Regions from separate parts of the Pan troglodytes genome. Here region 1 is linked to region 2. The links are chromatin contacts, called in public Hi-C maps. All regions are on one chromosome and are shown on one strand. Each heading gives the region's core, a stretch centred on a gene start, on an enhancer-like site or on the middle of the called end of the contact. The rest is flanking DNA. Distances are from core to core; before and after follow the strand shown.

Region 1 (5,850 bases), core at 3,349-5,848, 200 kb after region 2:
TAAAAAAGCAGCCCCTATCTACCCGCAGGGAAGGAGTATGTTCGGCACCACAGCTGGACTGGCGCTCGAGTTCAGCGTCCTGGGAGGTCTGCATGCGCTCCGGAACCGTAATGCGCGCTTTTTCTAAGCCTTACGGTAAACGCGGACGCAGGGCAACCACGTGGCGGTGGAACCGAGGCCCGGCGGGAATGCGCGGAATGCGCGGCGCGGCCTCGCGCGGTTCCCGAGCCACGGCCCAGGGTCCGGCGGCGCGCGCTCTCGCCTCCTCCCCTCACCTCTCCCAGCCGCACCCCGGCCCTGGCCCTGCCACCCAGAACTCGATGGGCAAGTCGTGCCCCGCGTGAACACCCAGAAGGGGCTTGGGGACCGAGCGCGGCCCATCAGTCCCTCAGACCCTGAGAACCCAGAATTCCCTAAGGGGTCCGAATCCGAGTCCTGCCCCCAGCCCTTAAGGCACGGGCTCCAGGGACCCCAGGGGAAGGGCGCGGGGCATTAGGTACGCAACCCGTTTACCCGCACCTGGAAAAAAAACTCCCTTTCCCTCCCCTCCCCTGCTTGTTGAGTGTCCGGATAACCAGAACTCTAAGGCGCCCCGTAATAACGACCCCGCTGTCCCTCCACCCACCCCCAAGTGCCAAAGCGAGGGATGGAAGCGCTTTCAAGCGTTCCAAGGGCATTGAGGAGCGAGCTGGAGAGGCGCGGGGATGCGGGGTCCTCCCCGCAGTCTTCCGGAAAGGGCGGGGGAGGGCGCGGCAAGTTCCGGAGTGGGGCATGCCGTGGGAGCCCACGAGGGCCTCAGCGCGGATCCTCCGCCGGAAAACCGGCTCCCGCGAGCCGCCGCCGCAGGTTTCCTAGGCCCCGCGAGTCCCGCAGCGAAGCCCTGCGTCTCCGTCCGACGCGGGGGTCTGCTCAGCCTCGGGTGGGCCGCGGCCAGGCCTGACTGCGGGGGAGAGGGCCGAACGTGACCTCCGAGGTCACCCCCAGCCAGCTTTCTCTCCTGTGGTCGGAAGTGGTTTTCTTCTCGATCTGGGCGCCTACTCCCCACCGCTTGGTCTGAGAGGGGCTGGGGCCAGCCGGAAGGCCAGGGAATCCCTGGTGGATTTGGGGGTTCATATTGCTCAGGGTACCAGGCGATGCGTTTTGAGGGGCGGGAGTCGAGGAATTAGAATCGCCTTTAACCCTCAAGAGTTGCGCCTTCAGCCTCGGGATCCCAGATGCGTCGTTGGAGCCAGGGCCGCCCCCCTACCTGTTGGGTTTGCGTATTAACTCCAGCGCACACCTTGCCAGCAGCCTTCGGAGCTAGGGGAGGGGTCTCGTTTCCCCGCAGCCCGCCGGACAGACGACTGGGGCACGGGAGGGGCGGTGGCAGGGTGGTCTGTGTGTGGCTGAAACTAATTGATCTGGAGCGGAAACGCACGTCTGCGGTTGGGGCGATGGGGCGGGGATGCGGCTGTCCATGTGCCGAGCGTGTGGCTGTCTCGGGTGGGCACTGGGGCTGGAGCTCGCCCCGGCCCACCTCGCAGTTTTGGGGCGCCCGGGATCGGCGCTACGTAAGCGAAGCAGAGCTGCCATAGCACGTGGGCCGCCACGCGCACCCCAAAAGCAAGCAGTGTGGGGGGAAGGGGAGCTCGAGCGCCTTCGGAACCCAGGGGCCGGCTTTCGGAAGCGTTTTCCCGGGCGACTTAAGGGCTTAACAATGGAAAACTCGCGGAGCCTGAGCCAAGTCCTTTCAAGTCGCCGCCAGGTATGCGGCTGCAGGTGACCCCACCTGGGTGCGCCCGCCCGCCAGCCGCCCTGGTGGAAAAGCGGGTGCGGGAGGTCGCCGGCGAAAGGTCGGGACTGGTCCCTGCACCACCCGCCCCCAACCCAAGCCCCGAGCCCCGCGGCGCGCAGCCGCGCTGAGTCCCGGGGTCTGCGTCGCGGCGCGCCGGTTCCTGAATGAACGCGCTCCCTTCCCCCGCCTGAATGAAGGTTCCCACAGCCAGGGACGGTGGCGAACACGCGCCTGCAGCGGAATTCGCTTTCTCCTGACCGACCATCCGCCCAGGCCGCGGTCACCAGGGCGGGGGCCAGGGGGCGAGGAAAGCGTGAAGGTGATTTCAGTTAATTTTGGATTTTCTTTCAAACAACGTGGTTACCCTCCCGACTGGGCCACTTGCCCTTTGTCTCCAAGTGGTCACCAAGAAATAAGAACAGAGCACTTTAAATGAGCCCAGAATCCGCAGTTCCTGCTTCGTGGTGGGTTTTAAGAAGACAGTGTAAAGTAAAACTGCAACAGAAAAGTTTTTTAAAGTTGCTTTTCTCTTTGGAAAAAATAAAATCAAAATGCTTTCTCTGCGCTTCTTGAAGCAATGACCCTCAAAAGCCCAGAGGTATTGGCCCCCTCGGGGGACCCGGGGGCCGCCAAGCAGGGTTCCCCCAGGTGGGGGCTGGGCAGCTGGCGCTCCCCGCCGGGGCCCAAATTCCAGCGCCTCCCCCGCGGGTTCCTGGACGGCTCTTTACGCTCGCTAACCGGGCTTGCAATTTTGCGCTCGTCCCTGAGCCGGGAAATCAACGAAGTTCCTAGTCGAGATCTGCCGGGTCCGCCTAGTAACAGCGCCGCGCCCCCATTGGCTCATGCTAATTCCAGTTTCCTCGGTCTTGCGCCCGGGATGGGGGGGTGAAGCTCCCTCCTGGACCCAGAGCCGGTTTTGCCGGAGTGGGCGAGCCTCTTTATGCCCTGCTGCCCCTAGCCGACTTCGGCCCGCTTCGCGCCTCGGGCTGGGCCAGGGCGCACGCGGGGCTCGGGGCCCCTCGCCCCCCCGGATGGGAGAGGCCGGGTGATAGCTCCGGGCCCCATAAATCATCCAGGCGGCCGCCGGGTCGGGATTTTATGAATGAAAAAGCAGCTGGGCCGCCCTGGTGCGCGGGCTGATGCTCTGAGGCTTGGCTATGCGGGGGCCAACGCGATTGTGGGTGCTCGGGGAGTGGGGGGGGCACGACCGTAGGTGCTCCCTGCTGGGGCAACCCATCGCTCCCCATGCGGAATCCGGGGGTAATTACCCCCCAGGACCCGGAATATTAGTAATCCTAATTCCCGGCGGGGGAGGGGGCGCGGGAGGAATTCACCCTGAAAGGTGGTGGGGGGGGGGGGGGGGTTCGCATCTTGCTGTGAGCACCCTGGCGAAGGGGAGAGGGCTTTTTCTATCCGTTTTCTTTGAGCTTTTACTGTTAAGAGGGTACGGTGGTTTGATGACACTGAACTATATTCAAAAGGAAGTAAATGAACAGTTCTCTTAATTTGGGGCAGGTACTGTAAAAATAAAAACAAAAGTTAAGACAGTAAAATGTCCTTTTATTTTTTAACGCACCAAAGAGACAGAACCTGTAATTTTAAAAACTGTGTATTTTAATTTACATCTGCTTAAGTTTGCGATAATATTGGGGACCCTCTCATGTAACCACGAACACCTATCGATTTTGCTAAAAATCAGATCAGTACACTCGTTTAATTGATAATTGTTCTGAATTATGCCGGCTCCTGCCAGCCCCCTCACACTCACGAATTCAGTCCCAGGGCAAATTCTAAAGGTGAAGGGACGTCTACACCCCCAACAAAACCAATTAGGAACCTTCCGGTGGTCTTGTCCCAGGCAGAGGGGACTAATATTTCCAGCAATTTAATTTCTTTTTTAATTAAAAAAAAATGAGTCAGAATGGAGATCACTGTTTCTCAGCTTTCCATTCAGAGGTGTGTTTCTACCGGTTAAATTGCCGGCACGGGAAGGGAGGGGGTGCAGTTGGGGACCCCCGCAAGGACCGACTGGTCAAGGTAGGAAGGCAGCCCGAAGAGTCTCCAGGCTAGAAGGACAAGATGAAGGAAATGCTGGCCACCATCTTGGGCTGCTGCTGGAATTTTTGGGCATTTATTTTATTTTTTGAGCGAGCGCACGCTAAGCTGAAATCCCTTTAACTTTTAGGGTTACCCCCTTGGGCATTTGCAACGACGCCCCTGTGCGCCGGAATGAAACTTGCACAGGGGTTGTGTGCCCGGTCCTCCCCGTCCCTGCATGCTAAATTAGTTCTTGCAATTTACACGTGTTAATGAAAATGAAAGAAGATGCAGTCGCTGAGATTCTTTGGCCGTCTGTCCGCCCGTGGGTGCCCTCGTGGCGTTCTTGGAAATGCGCCCATTCTGCCGGCTTGGATATGGGGTGTCGCCGCGCCCCAGTCACCCCTTCTCGTGGTCTCCCCAGGCTGCGTGTGGCCTGCCGGCCTTCCTAGTTGTCCCCTACTGCAGAGCCACCTCCACCTCACCCCCTAAATCCCGGGGGACCCACTCGAGGCGGACGGGGCCCCCTGCACCCCTCTTCCCTGGCGGGGAGAAAGGCTGCAGCGGGGCGATTTGCATTTCTATGAAAACCGGACTACAGGGGCAACTCCGCCGCAGGGCAGGCGCGGCGCCTCAGGGATGGCTTTTGGGCTCTGCCCCTCGCTGCTCCCGGCGTTTGGCGCCCGCGCCCCCTCCCCCTGCGCCCGCCCCCGCCCCCCTCCCGCTCCCATTCTCTGCCCGGCTTTGATCTCTGCTTAACAACAGTAACGTCACACGGACTACAGGGGAGTTTTGTTGAAGTTGCAAAGTCCTGGAGCCTCCAGAGGGCTGTCGGCGCAGTAGCAGCGAGCAGCAGAGTCCGCACGCTCCGGCGAGGGGCAGAAGAGCGCAAGGGAGCGCGGGGCAGCAGAAGCGAGAGCCGAGCGCGGACCCAGCCAGGACCCACAGCCCTCCCCAGCTGCCCAGGAAGAGCCCCAGCCATGGAACACCAGCTCCTGTGCTGCGAAGTGGAAACCATCCGCCGCGCGTACCCCGATGCCAACCTCCTCAACGACCGGGTGCTGCGGGCCATGCTGAAGGCGGAGGAGACCTGCGCGCCCTCGGTGTCCTACTTCAAATGTGTGCAGAAGGAGGTCCTGCCGTCCATGCGGAAGATCGTCGCCACCTGGATGCTGGAGGTGCGGGGCTTCGGGCGGCTCTCTTAAGACTTCCCTGCAACTTGTTGCCCAGACCCACGTTTCTTTGCTACTCACCCCCCTCCCTTCTCTCCCGCTAGAACTTTGAAGTTTGCCGTGGTGTTGCTAGGGATCCGTATTTTCAAAATAAAAATTGTGGGTATTTTCTGAAGGAGGAAGGGGTGGGGGTGGGGGTGCTAGAAGTTGCGTTTCGTGGGAGGGGAGAAGGGGGTCGGGGAGGGGTGCCTTCGGGAGAAGCCAGTGCCAGGGGCACCCCAATGGGCCCGAGGGTGCGGGCTGGCAGGCTGGGTGCGCTTTGTGTCCCCCGCCTGCGCCCCAGCCCGGCTGCGCCTCAGCGGCCGGGAGCCGCCAACTCCGGGGGGAGGGGGCATAGATTTGATTTTTAAATTAATATCCATGGACACGTATGCAAAGGCCGCTCGTGCCAGTATTATGCGCCATCTTTGCTCTTTTATTGCAAAGCAAAAGTGTTTATTAATAATTGGGGGCAGGGTGGGGGCGGGGAGCGGCCGCCGGGCGCTGGGGCCGCAGCTAGGGGCCGCGCGGCTGCCGGGAGCCCGCGGGAGGGGCGCAGGGACGCGGCATGGGTAGTTTTGGGGGGACCCCGCTAGGGAAGGGGGGGCCTTTGTTCAAGCAGCGAGTCCCGGGGCGCCCCGAACGGGCAGCCTGGGCCGGAGAGCACGGCGAGCTGCAAGGTCGCGTGGCCCCCAAGACGCCAGGGCTTGATCCCCGTCTGCAGGGATATCGGCTTGGAGGACCTTCTCCGAGCGAGCCGGGGGCCTGGGAGCACATTTTCAGACCTTCGGTGGGCGCCTGAGGGGCCCGCAAGTATTTTTAAATAAT
Region 2 (6,387 bases), core at 2,823-5,322:
GGGGTCTTGATGCTCTCACTCTCTCTACCCATCAGTCTTTTCCACCCTCTGCCTCCCTGGGGACACAAGGCTCTGGGGCTCAGAGGGTAACCAGGGGCTCCACCCCGAGGCTGGGGGAAGCGGTTTCTCCCTGCGTGTCCCTGGAGGGGCCCTGGATCTCCACTTCTCCCTGGCGGAGTAGCTTCAACCCAAACCCTGACTCTCATGACTAGAGACGCCATTCACGTCATCTCTCTGAAGTACCATCTGTGTCACCAGGTCTCTCTCTATGGACCGGGATGCTGATGGGGTGAGGCTGTGGATCTGCAGAGACAGGATGCACAGGTCTGTGGATGAATTCCTGATCGTGGATATGGACAGGGAGAAGCAAGGAGATCGTAGAGGTTTCTGGATGGAGCTAGTGGAGGGGTGGCAGTGGGATTTACTGAGATGGGGAAGACGGGAGTTGAGTTGCCTGGGAAAGGATTGGACACCAGCTTGGACACGATCTGCTTGACATGTCTGGGAGACCCCAAAGGGAGATGTCAAGTGGATGGCCGGATATGTGGGTCCAGAGTTTGGAGGAGAGGTCATGGCTGAAGAGACAAATTTGGAAGTCATTGGCATAAGGATATTTCAATCCATGGGAACCGATGAGGTCACCCAGGGAGAAGAAGGGTTGAAAGAGAAAAAAACCAAGGAACCCTCAAATCCCATGGGACCAGAAGCCCCAGGCGATCAGGGATCATAATGTTTCACGCATCGCTGCACTCCAGCCCCAGAGGAGCGGCCCCCTCAACAGGCACCCACCAAATCCTTGCTGACTGCAGGAGCGATGATGTCTGGGGGACTCCAGGGGACCAGCAAGTGGGGCAGCAGGAAAAGCGGGCAGTGGAGAACTGGAGATGCTGGGAGAAGAGAGTACTAGGAGGACGGAGTGGCCTCCTGCAGGGGAGGGGAGCATGGGACTTAGGATGAGGGCTGGGGTGGCTGGGGGGGACAGTCTCTGATGGAACCACCTGCATAGGTTTGTGGGCTAAGGCCAGGAAGTCCTTGGGGAGGGGGGAGGGGCAGGGTATGATCACAAGGGGGAAGCAGCAGAATGAGACCTGAGACGGGGCAGATATTTGACACACTGGGAGACTGAGGCCTGGGGAGGGGACATGGCTGCCCAGGCCACACTGCCAGTGACAGTAGCTGAGACTGGTACCTGGGCAGCTGAGGCCAAAGTGCAGAGGCTCAACCTCCGCAGGACATCTGCAGAGCCGTGAGGATCTGCCGTGACTTTCAGGAGTTTTCTTTCTTTTTCTCTATTTGTGGAATTAAAATTAAATGCTGAAATCAGCTAGGGAAGCTGGAGCGCTGGTCCCAACCCCGACAGGACCCACGCCTCCCCATGCCCAGCCCCACCCCGGCCCAGGCAGGCCACTCTGGATTTCCAGGGCCCGACCCTTCCCTGCTCTGGCTGGCTCCGACTTCCAGGCCCCAGGCCCTGGGGAGGGAGGGCTCCGGACTGAATTCCTAAGGCCGGATGGTGCAGGGTGGGAAGACCCACCTCCTGGGAGGTTGCTGGTTCATGAATTCGAAGGATCCTCCTTTGAATTTTCAAGAGGTGACACCTGAGACCTGCGAGAAAAAGAGCAAAGCTGCCGCTGCCTGGGAAACCCAAGGCCAGACAAAGGCAAAGGCAGGAGGCTGGTCAGGGCCCAGGAGTGGGGCGAAGCTGGGGGGCTTCAGGAAGAGTGGGCAGGCCAGGCCCACGTGCTCTCAGCTATCCTGGAGGCCCAAACTCATGGGCCCCCAGGGCCCAAATGCACCCTTCACAGCACTCCCTAGAGAAAGGGGCAGGAAGGAAGGGGCAGGCCCTACTCCAAAAGTCGGGACCTAGAGCCTGCTGGTTCCCTCCAGGTTCAGTGCAGGGCTCCCAGCATTGAACTGAGGAGGGGACCACACCTCATCCAGGGGAACGGATGAGGTCACCCAGGGAGAAGAAGGGTAGAGAGAAAAGAGAAGAAACCAAGGAACCCCCAAATCCCAAGGACCGGTGCTGGGAGCCCCACATTGAACTTGCTGGGGAGGCTTACAAGTAGGTGCCATAGAAGACCAGAGACCTACCCAGGCAGGGGTCTGCATCCTGTGGCCATGCCCTCGCCTGGGACCTCAAGGGGGATGTGGGCATCGGACTACCCCAGGCACTTGGACTGCTGCTGTGTGACCATGGGAGGCTCACAGCCCTCTCTGAGCCTGGGCATCCAGGAGCAAAGTCCCTTGGAGTGAGTGCTCGGCACCTAGCGAGGACACGCTTCCTTAATGAGTTGCCCATATCCTTACCCTGGGCCAGATGTTAGGAATTTGAGCTGCCGGCACAGGTCAGGGGCCAGCTCGGGGCAGGCACGGGGTGGGAGGGTCCACCCAGGAGCAAACTGCATTCTTGTTGGGTTTTTTTTTTTTTTAACGGTCTGCCCTCTTGTCCTTCCCCTTTTGTGTTTGTCCCTTTCTTCTTCTGCCACCCTCTTCTGAGGCTTTTGGGATCTTCAAATTAGTTGAATGCTGGGACGACAACGGGTTTGGAAACACACAAGTCAACTCTAATCTGATCCTCCACATTTGGAGGAAGAGACAAGACTTTTGTCCCCCCGGGGCAGTGCCTCCGCCACCGCCACCGCAGTGACGTTTCAGAAGTCTTCCAACAGCTCAGATTCTCTGGCAGTCCCTCTTTGCATAATCCACCGGAATCTGCCAGACAAAAGCCACTTGGGAGTGAATTTGGGATATAGGCAACATGGAGGAAGCTGTTCTGTTGAGACAGATGTTCTCAGGATATCCACAGCCTCAGACCACACCGAGAAGAGCAGGAGCTCATGTTTGGGCTCTGAACCCAAACCAGCAGCGACTTGAACCAGAACGCGGGGCTGGGATTCTCCCAGGTGTGGGCTTGTGTGGGCTTCTGGGCAGCCCCATCTCAACAGAGTGTTGGGAAACCGAGCTAGGTCCGTCTCGCCTGTGGGATGGCAGGGGTGCTTCTGCTCCGGCAAGGTGTGGCGGCCGCTGACCACTCGGCCCGGAGTTCTGGCTGCCCATGGGGCAGAGTGTCCAAGCATGACCCAAGGGGTCTTCCCAGCCTGGGGCCACTGACGGGCAGGTGACACAGATACCTCGCCTGGCTTGGTGCACCTACAAATTGTATCCTGGATTTGTTAGCCATTCAGCAACGGTCCGCTAAATGATGAGTACAAGCCAGCACCCTAGGAATTGCAGGTGTAACAGCAAATGGGATAAAGACGCCGCCCTAACAGGGCTCACTGTGGAAGAGATGGGAAATCCAGACCCACAGCTAAGGGCAGGGCCAGAGGGTGCTGAGTGCTGGACGAAGTGAGACGAGGGAAGCGGGTGTGGACTGAATTGCAACCCCCCTCCAACAAGATGTTTATGTTGAAGTCTTAACCCCCAGGACCCCGGAACATTTCCTGATTTGGAGATAGGGCCTTTACAGTGGTCACCAAGTTCTGAGGAGGCCATTAGGGTGGGCCCTAATCCAATATGACCGCAGTCCTACTAAAAGAGGAAGTTCAGGCACAGAGGCTGCGTGGGAGGGAAGCTGATGTGGAGAGGCATGGGCCACCTGCAAGCCAAGGAGAGAAACCTGGGCCAGTTCCTTCCCCGCAGCCTCAGAAGGAGCCTGCCCTGCTGACACCTTGATCTTGGACTTTCATTTCTATCAGTTAATCTGCCTGGTCTGCGGATCTTTTGGCCTAGCATATGGGGCTTGTACTCCACACGTCTCCCAGGGCTCTGCAGGCCAGCACCGGGGACCCCACCCATGTTATGCTCCACTTTCCAGGGAGGGAAACTGAGGCTCACAGAGGTGAAGTCACCCTGACAAGCCCCACAGACCATGGCCCAGGCTTGCTAGACTCTAGGGACAGAGCCCTTCTTCCCCTCAATGAGGCCACTGACCTCGCCAGGTGAACGGTGTTGGTGCAGCAGGGCATGAACTAGCTCACGTGCCTGGCCCACTGGCCAGACCACAGCATGGCTCTAGCTGCCCCATCCCTGGCTGCATTGCTCACAGCCGACAGGGGCAGACAGGTGTAGACACAGCCGCCCAGCCCTGCAGCCCGGCATCCCAGGAATGTGGTCAGCCACCCACACCACTGCCCCCACCCCAGCCAGGCGTGCTGTGTCAGCCCTGGGCCCTCCTGCCCTTCCCTCCAAGCCCCCCAGGTCGCCCAACTCCCAGGGCGGCTGCATTCACTATTCATCCCCCAGGGGAAGAAAGGCCAGGACCAGGGGCTGGCCCTGGGCCTGCACCAACCAGGGGTCCTGCTCTAAGGGCCTGACAGCTGCTGCTTTGCCCTTAGAGGAAAGGAGACTTTTAGAGAGACAGGAGGAAAGAGAGAGCAAGAGAGAGTGAGAGAGAGGGACTGAGAGAGAGAGAGAGAGAGAGAGACAGGGAGAGAGGGAGAGAGAGAGAGACAGAGAGAAAGGGAGAGAGAGACAGAGAGCGAGAGAGAGACAGAGACAGAGAGACAGAGAGAAAGGGAGAGAGAGAGACAGAGAGGCAGAGACAGAGAACACTCCAACCCAAATTATCCTGTTCCAGTTTTGAGCACAGCTTGGAGGTGTCCCCCTGCTAGGGGAGGGGTTCCAGACTCCAATGTGTCTCTTTAGTGAAGAATGCCCTGAAAGCCTTCTAGAGAATTGTGGGTGCTTCTCCCACCCACCCCATCTTGTTGGGAGCCTTGCTGATTGAATACCTGGCTCCCCTGAATACGTCTCGGGACACTGCAAGTCAGAGGGCGGGCACAAGTGCCGGCACCAGGCTTCACCGCCACAGTGACCCTCAGGGTGGGTCTGGGGGGCAGAAAGGTCACGCCCTTCCTTTGAAGACAAGGGGCCAACGGGGGTGGGGAGGGGTCTTCCCTCTGAACACCTCCTCCTCCCCTCTCTTGCTGCACTGGGGCCCCAGCGGCTGCCTTTCCTCATACAAACCAGGTTGTACAGCCTGATCCACTAGGGAGAGCCTGGCGTGGGGGCGGGTGAGTCCTGACTGCAGGGGAGACGTGCAAGCGAGGAAGGGTGGTCCTGAGGAAGGGTGGTCCGCAGGGAGACTTCAGCCTCCAGAGACAGGTGGCCGCAGCTCCCCTAAGTCGCATCCCATCCCCTAGTCCAAAGCGCAGTGTCTGGTCACAGTGAGGCCCCAAAAAGGCTGGGCCTGTGTGGACACACTTCTTGCTTATTGCTTCCACTAACCCCACAAAGAAGACAGCTCCATTTCACAGATGAGGAACCTGAGTCGTGAGAGGTTAAAAGACTAGGGTGAGGGCACGGGATTGCAGTGGGCAAAGCCAGGCTCCTTCCACGGTGCACCCTGGCACTCACTCAGAGGAGGCTCTGAATACAAAACCAGGATTGCACTGAGATAGCCCTGCTGTTTCCGCGTGGACGTGGAATGAAGTCAGCCCTGGCGATGCCAGAGAGAGACAGGCGGAGAGACGATCAGAGCCTCCCGGCTCCTAGTGGCTCAGGTGTGGCCCGGTGTGAAAACCTCAACCGTCCCAGAATTGAGGTGCTGAAGGCTCCTCTTGTTCCCTGATCAGCCAGACATTGGCTCCGGGACCAAGGCGGGGCCCACGTAGGGTCTGGTTGGTGGGGTGGGCCTGCCCATGGCCCTGACAGCCCCCGTTGTCCTAGGCAGGGAGTGGGGGACAGGTATTCAGGGCCTGGAGAGGTATTCCCAGGACAGGCGGGCTGTGGGGTGTGTGGGCGCTCCCGGGAGGTCCTGGCAGCCGCCAAGTGCAAACCCAGGCCTGCAGACAAAGGAGAGGGTACAGACGCAGTCAGCCCCCAGACCCACCGCCAGCGCCCGGGTGCACTGGGCCCTGCGTCTAAGGAAGCCCCTTACCCCTTGGGTTTGCCTCTTTTCTTTGGAAACACAGCAAGACAGACCAGCCTGATTTCCTGCTGCACTCTGTACAGACGTCCCCACAAGCCCCCAGGGTCCTCCCAGGGACCACCCCAAGGCTCCATCTCCCCCTCCACCCCTTGCAAGGCACATATTTACACCCCATCCCAGGACGACCTCTGCATCCCTGAACCTAGTGGGAATCCATTAGCCCACCTTTGTCCTGCAGGGAACTCTCTCACTCCCAGCCCTAGAGCCCCTGCTGGCTCCTGCTGTCTGCAGAACAAAGCCCTGAGACCTCCCACACCTGGCCCTCCCAGCCTCATCCTGAGGCACTCAGCCCTCCACCCCCAAGGCCTCCAGCACACTTGTCATCTTTCCCCTGGAGGCCCCACACCCTGCCAAGGTCCTGCACCTCCCTGCATCTGAGCTTCCCACGTGGACTCCCCTTTCTCCCAGCAATGACTCCCCTTAAGACCCAAATTAGCACCCCCTCCTCCAGG

Evidence for each region. A called contact is a pair of places that touch in the nucleus more often than the background predicts.
Region 1: a contact with region 2 is called in a Hi-C map of stem cell-derived neural progenitor cells, with 5 times the contacts expected there. The contact joins the promoter of CCND1 here to the enhancer-like site in region 2. A contact is called at or near these places in 3 of 7 Hi-C or Micro-C datasets (induced pluripotent stem cells and stem cell-derived neural progenitor cells) and 1 of 1 datasets of contacts at active chromatin or transcription factors (stem cell-derived excitatory neurons).

Annotation. Positions count from the first base shown.
Region 1 is chr9:71,693,089-71,698,938 of NHGRI_mPanTro3-v2.0_pri, forward strand. It overlaps CCND1 (cyclin D1), which reads left to right and starts at 4,599. Exons shown (of 5, transcript XM_016921434.3): 1 at 4,599-4,989. The coding sequence starts at 4,792.
Region 2 is chr9:71,488,984-71,495,370 of NHGRI_mPanTro3-v2.0_pri, forward strand. No RefSeq gene overlaps it. Among named protein-coding and RNA genes, the nearest start is that of MYEOV, 140 kb to the left of the region's middle. Within about 2 kb of position 4,073, at least 4 of the 24 cell types and tissues checked have an H3K27ac peak or open chromatin away from gene starts, as enhancers often do. A contact at or near this core is called in induced pluripotent stem cells and stem cell-derived neural progenitor cells, where this site is marked.